Regions from separate parts of the Sus scrofa genome. Here regions 2 and 3 are each linked to region 1. The links are chromatin contacts, called in public HiChIP or PLAC-seq maps. All regions are on one chromosome and are shown on one strand. Each heading gives the region's core, a stretch centred on a gene start, on an enhancer-like site or on the middle of the called end of the contact. The rest is flanking DNA. Distances are from core to core; before and after follow the strand shown.

Region 1 (3,482 bases), core at 709-3,208:
CTTTGAGTTCAAATCCAGATGGCACTGTCTAACTGGCTGGGCCACCCTGGGCATGTTATCGAACCTTTCTGAGCTTCCACCTCTATGTCTGTGAATCAAGGTTAATAGTCTTTGTGCCCTGGCTTAAGATGAGCCATGGAGATAAGAGGTGCCTTCTTCAAGGCCAGAGGGTCAAAGACAGTGTTACTGTTGCTTACTGTGCACCAAGCACTATGTTCCACATTCAACACACATGAATCATCTCAACTCTCACAACAACCCTACCTGCAAAGTCGAAAGTGAAGCCAGAGGAAGTTAAGCGCTTTGTGGACTATTGACAAGTCTGAGGACAGCTGTGCTGAGTGAGAGTCACGAGAAAGATGCTAGTTGGGGTCCCACTCCTTCCAGTGAGAAATGAATGGGATCTTTTTATTTGGAGGTGGAGGGCATAGATCCGCTTAGGGATTAGATGCAGGCTTACGTGCTCTGTGCTACTGGACCCTGGGTTCTTCTGTGTTGATGATGTGCCAACAATAAAAAGTCACCTCACTCATGAATGGGTGACTGAGTCTCTTCAATGTGACACATAATATCATGACATCTTCCAGATTGAAACAATGGTGTTGTAGGAATTACTAAAAACAGCAAGACGGGAGTTCCTGTTGTGACTCAGAGGTAACAAACCTGACTAGTATTCCTGACGATGTAGGTTCGATCCCTGGCCTCGCCCAGTGGGCTAAGGATCAGGTGTTGCTGTGAGCTGGGCGTAGGTTGCAGAAGCAGCTGGGATCCCACGTTGCTGTGGCTGTGGTATAGGCTGGCAGCTGTAGCTCAGATTCAACCCCTAGCCTGGGATCTTCCGTGTGCTGCAGATGCAGCCATAAAAAGATTAAATAAATAAACAGCAAGACATTTATTTTATTTCTAAGGGACTTAAATCATGTTTGTAAAATACACTAGCACCTTACACGTTATATGTCGTTGGAAAGAGCGGTCACTTTTAGGGTGGCTATGTTTTTGGATCCAAAACTCACATCTTTAAGTACCAAGACATCTAAAAATTACTAGTGACAGAACCTCTCTAAAGCGTATGGCACATCTAGTTCATAGAGTTTGCTGACGTGTTTAGGCTTGGATGGTTTTATTGATCTACCTTAAGGCCATCAGGACTTGTATTATCCTGACGGAAAACTAAGACTAGGAAGAGGATGGAAGGTTTTCCTTTGTTTTTGCAATGTGTGTGTGTAGGAAATAAAAGCTAAGTGGGAAGAAGGAACATGAGGAGGTGGACATGGAGCAGGAGAGATGAAGGAGGCGGGGGAGGGAGGACCACAGCAAAATGTAGGGAGAAGATGGAGCAGAAGTTGAGAATCCCTGCAGTAGAGGGGACCTCAGTGGGAGAAGCCATCAAGGAGCTCCGAAAATAGAAATGCTAAGGAGAATACTTAGTCGTTTGGACAGGCTGGCCAGAAAATGCCAAGTGTGAATTCCCAAGGCTGAGGGCCAGGACCAGCCGCCAAGCAGGGCCTTCGGGGAGAGGCTCCTCTTTATCAAAGGGAAAGACTGCCCTCCCTCGACCTCTTTCTCACACCTCCTCCCCTGCTGCAGCAAGTCCAGGCTGCACCCCCACTTTCAGCACGTAAGCAGCCAACTTTGTGTTGCCCACTGGCCCCTCGGTGGGCTTCTCCACCCAGGGTGGGTCTGAGGAGCCTAATGACTCCCCCAGACTTTGAAATAAGGGCCCTTGGGTGCCTACAGCTCCCACCACCTCTGAAAAAGAAAGGCCACTCCTCCCCTGCACCGGGCCCAGCTGGGGCCTCTGCACAAAGGAGCCGAGCCAGGCCCTGTTGCTGAGGGAACCGGCAGCCAGCCCAGCCCCCTTCCCACAGAAACAGCCAGAGGAGAAGAGCAAAGGATTAAATTGCCCTAATCTCCAGGCTTCAGAGGAGGCCGGGAGCCTGGCCAGCATGAGATGGCAGCTCCCCATTGGCCCAGAGGAAGCAGGAGGCCACACACAGCCTGGTGCTCCGGCTCCCTTCTGCCCCACCTCCACTGCCCTCTCTGCCACCACAAAGCCCCCAGAGCGGGACCACCAGTTCTGCCTCCCAGACCCAGGATGGGAGGGCCAAAGGCTGCCCTGATGGACTCTTCTGATCCCTCAGGCACTTGGATGGAGGAGGAACTGGCTGCCCCAGTGAAAGACTCGATTTTGTTTGCTTCTGACTCATTGTCTGGTGGAGGTAAATCAAATTGCCTTCTACCTGCCGTCAGGGTGAAGCCAATATACACAAAAAGTGTGCCTCTGCTACAGCAACCACCCCCTTCATTCTCCCCGGCTCCGCTGGCAGGGCTGCAGCTTTGCTGGGAGGAACTCCGGAAAGGTGTTCTTTAAGTGCCTAGGTGACTTCAGTGATTCTCTGGGCTGAGAACCACTGGGACTATGTTGGAGATGAGCCAGCAGGAGACTCAGAACACAGTTTTTTTGACTTGACACAGTGTTCTTTCTGCCATATTCCTTTTTCTGCTTAAAAACAATTTTTTTGAAAGTAATACACATACACTTAGGAAATTTATAAAACATAGAAAGGGATAAAGAAGAATATTAGATCACCCATAAACCCTCATCCCCCAGAGTTACACACTGCTAATATTTTGGGTTATCTTTTTATCTATTTTTACATATTTCATTTATGAAAAGGTCATACAGAATTTTATGCCTTTTTATCCTTTGTAACCTGAAAGGTGGCTTCTTATACACAGCTGGACAAACTGAGTTGGCAATTCTTTTAGCAGGCTGTTTGGCAATGAGTACCAAGAATTCTTTTTTTTTTTTTTTTTTTTTTTTTTGGTCTTTTTAGGGCTGCACCCTCAGCATTTGGAGGATCCCAGGCTAGGAGTCCAGTCGGAGCTGTAGCTGCTGGCCCTACACCACAGCCACAGCAATGCCAGATCTGAGCCATGTCTGCAACCTACACCACAACTCAAGGCAACAAAGGATCCTTAACCCACTCAGCAAGGCCAGAGATTGAACCTGAGTCCTCATGGATACTAGTCAGAGTTGTTTCTGTTGAGCCACAAACAGGAACTCCCCCCAAAATATTTTTAAATGACTGCCTTTTAGCCCGCTATTCCATTTCTAGTAATCTGTCTTCAGAAAAAAATCAGACGCATGCAAAAATTTATTTACAGAGAACTTCATTCTAGTGTTAAAATAGCCAAAATTATCAACTTCATAAATAATGTACAAAATTACAGGGAGCGTTAAATAAATTGTGGTTACTCATGAGGTGGTATGTTTTGTGGTCATTAAAAATCATGTTGTGGGGAGTTCCCTGGTGGTCTAGTGTTTAAGATTTGGTGCTTTCACCACTGCGGCCTGGGTTCAATCCCTGGTCTGCAAACTGAGATCCCACATAAAGCTGCTACATGTTGTGGCCAACAAATTAATAAGAAAAATAAAAATCACGTTTTCAAAGAATGTGTGCTAGAGATGATAATCTTTC
Region 2 (3,482 bases), core at 589-3,088, 220 kb after region 1:
CAGCAACGTGGGATCCGAGCCGCATCTGCAACCTACACCACAGCTCACGGCAACGCCGGATCGTTAACCCACTGAGCAAGGGCAGGGATGGAACCTGCAACCTCATGGTTCTTAGTCGGATTCGTTAACCACTGCGCCACGACGCCCCTCTTATTGATTTTTAAAGTTTCATTCTATAGATGAAAGATATGACTCCTTAGTCATTTCTGCTGCATATATCTTCCTCAGTATGTTGGTTGCTTTTTGTTTGTTTATGATTATTATTTTTTACTTTATTTTATCTTATTTTGCTTTTTAGGGCCTCACTTGTGGCATGTGGAAGTTCCCAAGCTCGGGGTTGAATCGAAGTCACAGCTGCTGGCCTTTGCCACAGCCATAGCAACGTGGCATCCAAGCTGTGTCTGTAACCAACACAGCTCACAGCAATGCTGGATCCTTAACTCCACTGAGTGAGGCCAGGGATCAAACCCACGTCCTCATGGATAGTAGTCAAATTTGTTACTGCTGAGCCACGGGGTGGGGGGGGGAGTCTCCCTAATTTTTACAGTGATAATAGGGAGTTGAGTGAAATCCCTAAGTCCATGAGTTGTTTTTGTTTTTGTTTTTGTTTTTGTTTTATTTTTGGCTGTGACTGTGGCATGCGAAAGTTCCAGGGCCAGGGATTGAACCTGAGCCATAACTCCAGCTTGAGCCACAGCAGTGATAATGCCAATCCTTAACTTGCTGTGCCACCAGGGAACTCCCCATGAGTCTTTGACTTTGTAGTTTCTTTCACTGTTTTTTCTTAGAAAGCCCCTCCTAACTCTTAATACTCTTAACATTTGCCTGTATTTCAGTAGGGGGCTGGATGTGGTTTTGTTTTCCACTGGGCTGTTTTCTCTGCATCTTACTTTGGTGCCCTGGTGAGGTCAGCCTTGGTCACATGTGTGTTTTCTCCCTGCAGGCTCCTCACCTCGCTGGGCCTTGCCCTTCCTCTGGCTGGAACTGTCTATGTGGCAACCGTGGGATTGGGGCCAGACCCCAAGATGTCACCCGCTCATGGGGCACATCCGGCCACTTACGGGAGTCTGCCTTTGAGAGAGCTGGGGAAGAATGAGCAAAGAAGTAGAACCCAATGGCTGGGTGGCCTGGCCCAACTCTGGCTGTCAGGAACCCCGAGCAGAGGAAAAAGTAAGCATTCATTTTATCAAAGCAAGTCCACCCATGAGAGGTGACTTAGATGACTTCGCTCTTAGAAAATAACCATGCAGGGAGTTCCCGTCGTGGCGCAGTGGTTAACAAATCTGACTAGGAACCATGAGGTTGCGGGTTCGGTCCCTGCCCTTGCTCAGTGGGTTAACGATCCGGCGTTGCCGTGAGCTGTGGTGTAGGTTGCAGACGCGGCTCGGATCCCACGTTGCTGTGGCTCTGGCGTAGGCCGGTGGCTACAGCTCCGATTCGACCCCTGGCCTGGGAACCTCCATATGCCGCGGGAGCGGCCCAAGAAATAGCAACAACAACAACAACAACAAAAGACAAAAAGACAAAAAAAAAAAAAAAAAAAAGAAAATAGCCATGCAGATCTGGAGTCTAGTGCTGCCCCCCAGCTTCTAACAGGGAGTGGAGGCTGGGTCTCTGCTCGTTACAATCCAGTCTTTGTGTATCATCAGGTGTTAAGGCTTTCTTTCTGGGGTACAAGTATCCAGTGTGTTCTTTTTTGCAACTCAAAGTCTAGGTCAGAGGAGAGTTTGGGTTTCACCACCGTAATCCTCTAAGGGACCATTCCATGAGCACAATATCTATTTTCAGTGTCACAGCTACCCAGATGCCTCACAGAGCCTCCCTGGCATCGTCAGGGTGAATAATTTACATATAAACTGAAGCCAGGGCACTGAGTGTGCAACACAAGGGGATTAAAACATGGCAGAGTGTACCTGAGCCAGAAATAGACAACCCCACCCAGTAGCAAGAAGCTGGGCAGGGAGAAGTCCTGCTGGGTTTTGTTTAGTTACAAATCAAGAGCGTTAGGAGTTCCAGCCTTCGAGCAGTGGGTTGAGAATCTGACTGCCGCTGTAGAGACAAGGGTTCCATCCTTGGCCCAGCACAGTGAATTAAGGATCCAGTGTTGCCACAGCTGCAGCATAGGTCAAGGTCGCAGCTGCAGCTTGAAATCAATCCCTGGCCTGGGAATTTCCATATGCAGCAGGTGCGGCCACTTAAAAAAAAAAAAATTCAAGAGCATTAGCTTCACTTCTACCTGTCCATTAGGCAAAGAGAACACACACACACACACACACACACACATTCTGAAACTGGAATAGCTTCACATGCAAATTCTTTTAGAAGATGTGGCATAATTTTTGACAGAGCCCCTGAGGGCCACAAAATTTCCTTCTTTTAGCCAAAGAGAAGTATAAAAATAAAACAAAATTTCAGTGAATGTACTGGAAGAATACGCACATGGGATCAAGTAGTTGCAAGGAATATAGCCAGTGTAGATGGCACAGTGAGGACTTTCTCAGATCCTCCTTGGATCTTGAGGCATAAACGAAACCAGCAGTAACGCCAAGAAAAAACCCTAACAATGACAAAAAGGGCAAAAAGTTTATTTATGTAAAGATTATAAGAGCTGAGAAGGATTACACGTCCCTGTGCAACCTCCTTCCCAAGTCAGAAGCCCTCCAAACCCATCATGATGCAAGTGCTCACTGTCAGGCCTCCACAACAGCAGCAGTTCCTGCTGCCCTATAATTTCTCCTCTTGGGCTCTGGTTTTGCCCTTTGGGGCCTGAGAAAATAAATCAATATAATCTCCTATTTCTATTATAGCCCCTTCAGATATTGAGGACAGTTTTTGTTTTGTTTTGTTTTGCTTTGTTTTTGTCTTTTTAGGGCCGCACCTGTGGCACATGGAAGTTCCCAAGCTAGGGTTCAAATCGGAGCTGCAGCTGCCGGCCTGCACCACAGCCACAGCAACAAGGGATCCGAGCCGCATCTGTGACCTACACCACAGCTCATGGCAACGCCGGATCCTTAACCCACTGAGCGAGGCCAGGGATCAAACTCTCACACTAGTCAGGTTCATACTACTTGGGTTCTTAACCTGCTGAGCCACAATGGGAACTCTGAGCATGTGATTTCTTAATGATGTTTAAGTTTCTCTTCCCCCAACCCTTTGTAAAACAGGACTGGGGCCAGGCATTGACCTTCCTGGGGCCTGAGCTTGGGAAGTGAATTCTGTCCAAGACAAAGTGGGCACCAGCCTCAGGTCAAGACTGTTGGGGAAGGTCAAGGTTCATAGGGAGGGAGATCAAGTCCGGAGATCCACGGAGAGATCAAGAGGGGACCATGGAGAACTGAGCTGAGTTTTCCAGGGCCACAGGAAGGGGGCATGGGGCTTGGAGAGGCCAGCCAGGATCAATGGTTTTCGTGGTTTGGCTCTTGTTTGTGGAGTGGTGGGTGGATTGGTCTGTCAGGGTGGACACTAACACCTCTGTGCCTGCC
Region 3 (3,482 bases), core at 695-3,194, 160 kb after region 1:
TTTTTTTTAAAGATTCTTTGGAAGATTTGTTCTTAGATATAAAATATTTATATCTGCTCAGATGTCCATTGCAGCTATTCTAGAAGACATTTTTCTGTAAGCTCACCACAGGTCTCTGCAAACAAAGTTGAAGAGCTTTAAATATATGTTTGTATATCCCCAGATATATGGTCTAAAGAAAAAGACACGACTTTCTCTGTGAGCTCCTTTAGTTCACGTTTTCTGATTCACTGTAGGACAGGGCGTGTTCCTGCACATTCCACTGGATAGTAAGTATAAAACCCAAATTGAAGGATGCACAATGTGTGTAATAACATAGAGTAGTAGGCAAACGTGTTACAGCCCAGTCCGTAGGTGGGTAGACTGCCTCGGAAAGTCTTGTAGGATTTAGGGGCTGGTGGGGCCAGAGTGAGAGCTGCTGGTGGTCCCCGTAGAGGGTCCCTGACAGAGCCAGTAGCCCTGTGATCAGAATTCAGAAGATCAGACCCAGCAGCAGGTAACACGGCTTTGTGGGAGAGCCCCCCGCAGCTGCCAGAGCATCTCTTGGGAAAGCTGTCTGTCTCGACCCTCATGGGTGTGTTTACAGTGGAGTCCCAGAGCCCTCAGCTGGCTCGTCCGGGTCTTCCTACACCCACTCCTCCAGGCCTTTTCCTGTGATTCCAGCAAAAAGATTTACCTATCATCCCTTCACGTACACCGTGTTGTTCCTTGTCTTTGCCACATGAGTTCCCTTTGCCTGGAAACCCCTTCCTTTGCCTCATTGCCTGGTTCACTCCCATGTAGATTCAGCTGGTCGTGGCCAGAGCAGTGCCCTCTCACTGCTGGGCCTTCTGTGTTCTTTCATGTGCCCGTGATCACCACAGTCATAACACCCATCGTGCAGGCATCCTCTCTATTTTTTCCATCTTCTTCAGCAAACTGCCATTGTCCCACTGTAGGGCACGGAGAACAGAGAGATCTCTCTGATTGAAAGTGGGACTCAGTTAACATTGTGGGATAAATCAGTGTGCCCTGAGCCCCCATGCTGTGCTGAGAAGCCAGGCTGCAGGGCCTTCATTGTGGCCGGGCTCAGGCTGTGGCTGGTTACTTTCACTCCTTTTTGTAAGCACAGATGGTACCTGGCAGATGCAAGCCTTTGGCCAGAATTACTGGCCAAAAGGGGGTGGGTCCTTGTGGGCTCCATGAACAGGTGTTAGAAAGTCACTTAAAGCATTCGTACTGTGGACACCAAGCTGTATCTTTGCAGCTGAAGGTACAGGGAGTGTGGTTATCTTCCCACAAAAATGCCCAAGGCACCTGGCAAGAGCAGGCTGCCTCCCACCCTGAGGGGCTGAGGTGCCCATTGGTAGATGGTGCCTGCGGTGGACAGCCCGCCCTGGCTGCCGGGATTTTAGAGGCTGAGGAAGACTCTTCCTTCCAGAGCCATTCCTGTTTATCTCTTGAGGTTCAGGAGGTGGAGGCTCCCTGGACACTGGACTGGTGCTATTACCAGACAGGAGAGATCTGAGACCTGGGACAACTTTGTCTCTCTCTGGGGAATGTATTGAGACTTGCTGGCTTAGGAACATTTCGTATTAAAAACATTGCTTGGGGAGTTCCTGTCATGGCTCAGCAGAAACAAATCTGACTAGTACCATGAGGACTTGGGTTTGGTCCTCGGCCTTCCTCAGTGGGTTAAGGACCTAGCGTCGCTGTGAGCTGTGGTGTAGGTTCCAGACAAGGCTCGGATCTGGCGTTGCTGTGGCTGTGGCATAGGCCAGCGACTATAGCTCTGATTCGACCCCTATCCTGGGAACTTCCATATGCCACATGTGTAGCCCTAAAAAGAAAAAGCACCTGTAGCCAGGGACTGACTTTCCTCGCTGCCACCTTGATCAGCCTTCTTCCTCATGGCCAAGCCCCAGACTGATGTCCCCAAAGCCCCTCCCCATTCTCTGTCAAACCTCTGCCCCTCGCTGTGCCCAGGTTCCCTCCCTGCCTCTGGCATTCCTGGCAGGCAGATGTAGCTGTGGATCCAGGGGGCCTGGGTGGAGAGGGAGGAGACTGGTTTCCTTTATGACCTCAAGTGCCCCGGTGGGCTCTGGGATCAGCTGTCTTCACTGAACCAGAGCTGAAAATGGTAGTGAGGCCTTAGAGTATTGGTTCATCACTGTGGTGTGGTGTGACAAGGCTTTTATGTGCTTGCCCAGGAATGCACCATCCGTTTGTAATTTCTTTAGGAAAATATGCTCTTAAGTCCAACTGGCAGACCAGATTTTTACATTTTAAAAATTTAGCACCTGATTCTGTAAGCGGATACTACCTTGAAATGCAAAACAACCAGAAAATAATTTTACACCGCAAGGTAGGGGCGTCAAAGCAAATACGAGGCCATCCAGGCCATAGTTGACTTGGTAAGAATGTAAAATAGACGGCTCTAGAAGGGGACTCAGAGGTCACGGATTCCTACTCTGTTTAGTTTAAAGATGGGAAAACTTCAGGCCCAGAAGGATGCAGGACATTTTTCAGAATTTAACCTTTGTGCCAAGGGCTGCTTCAGAACCTAGGAGTCCTCCCCTTTGCCTCAAGGTCAGGGTGTGGGTTTGAGGTATCACCCCAAGTTGTGAGTGAGAACGCACTCCTGGGGCAGGGAGGGAACCTGGAGCCCGGGGTAGCCCAGTGTGAGCTCCCCACGAGCTGTAGGTAGAATTGGAAGGGACGTTGGAGGAAGGAAGGAGTCATGGTTTCATATCCGTGTAAACTTGAGTAATTGGAAAACTGGAACCAACACCAACAAGACAAACACAAGAGGGCTTGTGACAGCTGACAGTTTGTCCCCACACCATGCAATGTCACACACGATGCATCTTCCTGGGGCCTCTCCAAGGGGTCATGGGTGCTCTCACACTTTCAGATTTGAGAGCTGAGTGCATCTGTCAGTGTTCTTCCTTAATATGGCTGGTAAGATGGCTGGAAAAATTAATTCAAGATGAAGGACTGGGAATGAGAAGCAAGCCACCATCATTGGCCAGTTTGAATGTCAGCGGTTTTGATATTTGGGCTTATTTACTTCTTCTTTTTTTTTTTTTTTTTTTTTTTTTTGGAGTGCGCCAGAACATGTAAAGATTCTTAGGCCAGAGATTGAATCTGAGCCACTGCAGTGACAATGTTAGATCCCCAGCAAGCTGCGCCACCAAGGAACTCCGTTGTTTACTTTTTAAAGTTATACATTTCTTACAGATCATCTGATAAAAACAGTGATTATCTTTAAAAGAAACGACCAACGACTAGGTTTTTTTTGTCTTTTGATTTGTAGAAATAGTTTTAGATTGTACTTGGGCCTTCAGAGACCATTTTAGTTTTTTATTCTATAGTAATATTTGTTTCTTTTATAAAACAGTGATTGTAGGGGGAAAAAATCACAATGACCTTTTTTCTATTTGGATTGCTTTTTCTATTGAGGGGGGTTATTTTGTTTTGTTTTGGCCATGCTTGAGGCATGT

What was found. HiChIP or PLAC-seq counts read pairs in DNA pulled down with a chosen protein or histone mark.
Region 2: a contact with region 1 is called in an H3K27ac HiChIP or PLAC-seq map of skeletal muscle, with 12 times the contacts expected there. The contact joins two enhancer-like sites. A contact is called at or near these places in 1 of 47 Hi-C or Micro-C datasets (embryonic fibroblasts) and 1 of 2 datasets of contacts at active chromatin or transcription factors (skeletal muscle).
Region 3: a contact with region 1 is called in an H3K27ac HiChIP or PLAC-seq map of skeletal muscle. The contact joins two enhancer-like sites. A contact is called at or near these places in 1 of 47 Hi-C or Micro-C datasets (embryonic fibroblasts) and 1 of 2 datasets of contacts at active chromatin or transcription factors (skeletal muscle).

Annotation. Positions count from the first base shown.
Region 1 is chr1:162,055,792-162,059,273 of Sscrofa11.1, reverse strand. No RefSeq gene overlaps it. Among named protein-coding and RNA genes, the nearest start is that of ZNF532, 72 kb to the right of the region's middle. Within about 2 kb of position 1,958, at least 53 of the 83 cell types and tissues checked have an H3K27ac peak or open chromatin away from gene starts, as enhancers often do. A contact at or near this core is called in skeletal muscle, where this site is marked.
Region 2 is chr1:161,834,102-161,837,583 of Sscrofa11.1, reverse strand. LOC100627702 (O-acyltransferase like protein-like) reads left to right here. Exons shown (of 13, transcript XM_021099968.1): 5 at 944-1,170. Among named protein-coding and RNA genes, the nearest start is that of SEC11C, 66 kb to the right of the region's middle. Within about 2 kb of position 1,838, at least 3 of the 83 cell types and tissues checked have an H3K27ac peak or open chromatin away from gene starts, as enhancers often do. A contact at or near this core is called in skeletal muscle, where this site is marked.
Region 3 is chr1:161,899,158-161,902,639 of Sscrofa11.1, reverse strand. All of the region lies in intron 8 of ZNF532 (a long non-coding RNA gene), which reads left to right. Among named protein-coding and RNA genes, the nearest start is that of ZNF532, 85 kb to the left of the region's middle. Within about 2 kb of position 1,944, at least 6 of the 83 cell types and tissues checked have an H3K27ac peak or open chromatin away from gene starts, as enhancers often do. A contact at or near this core is called in skeletal muscle, where this site is marked.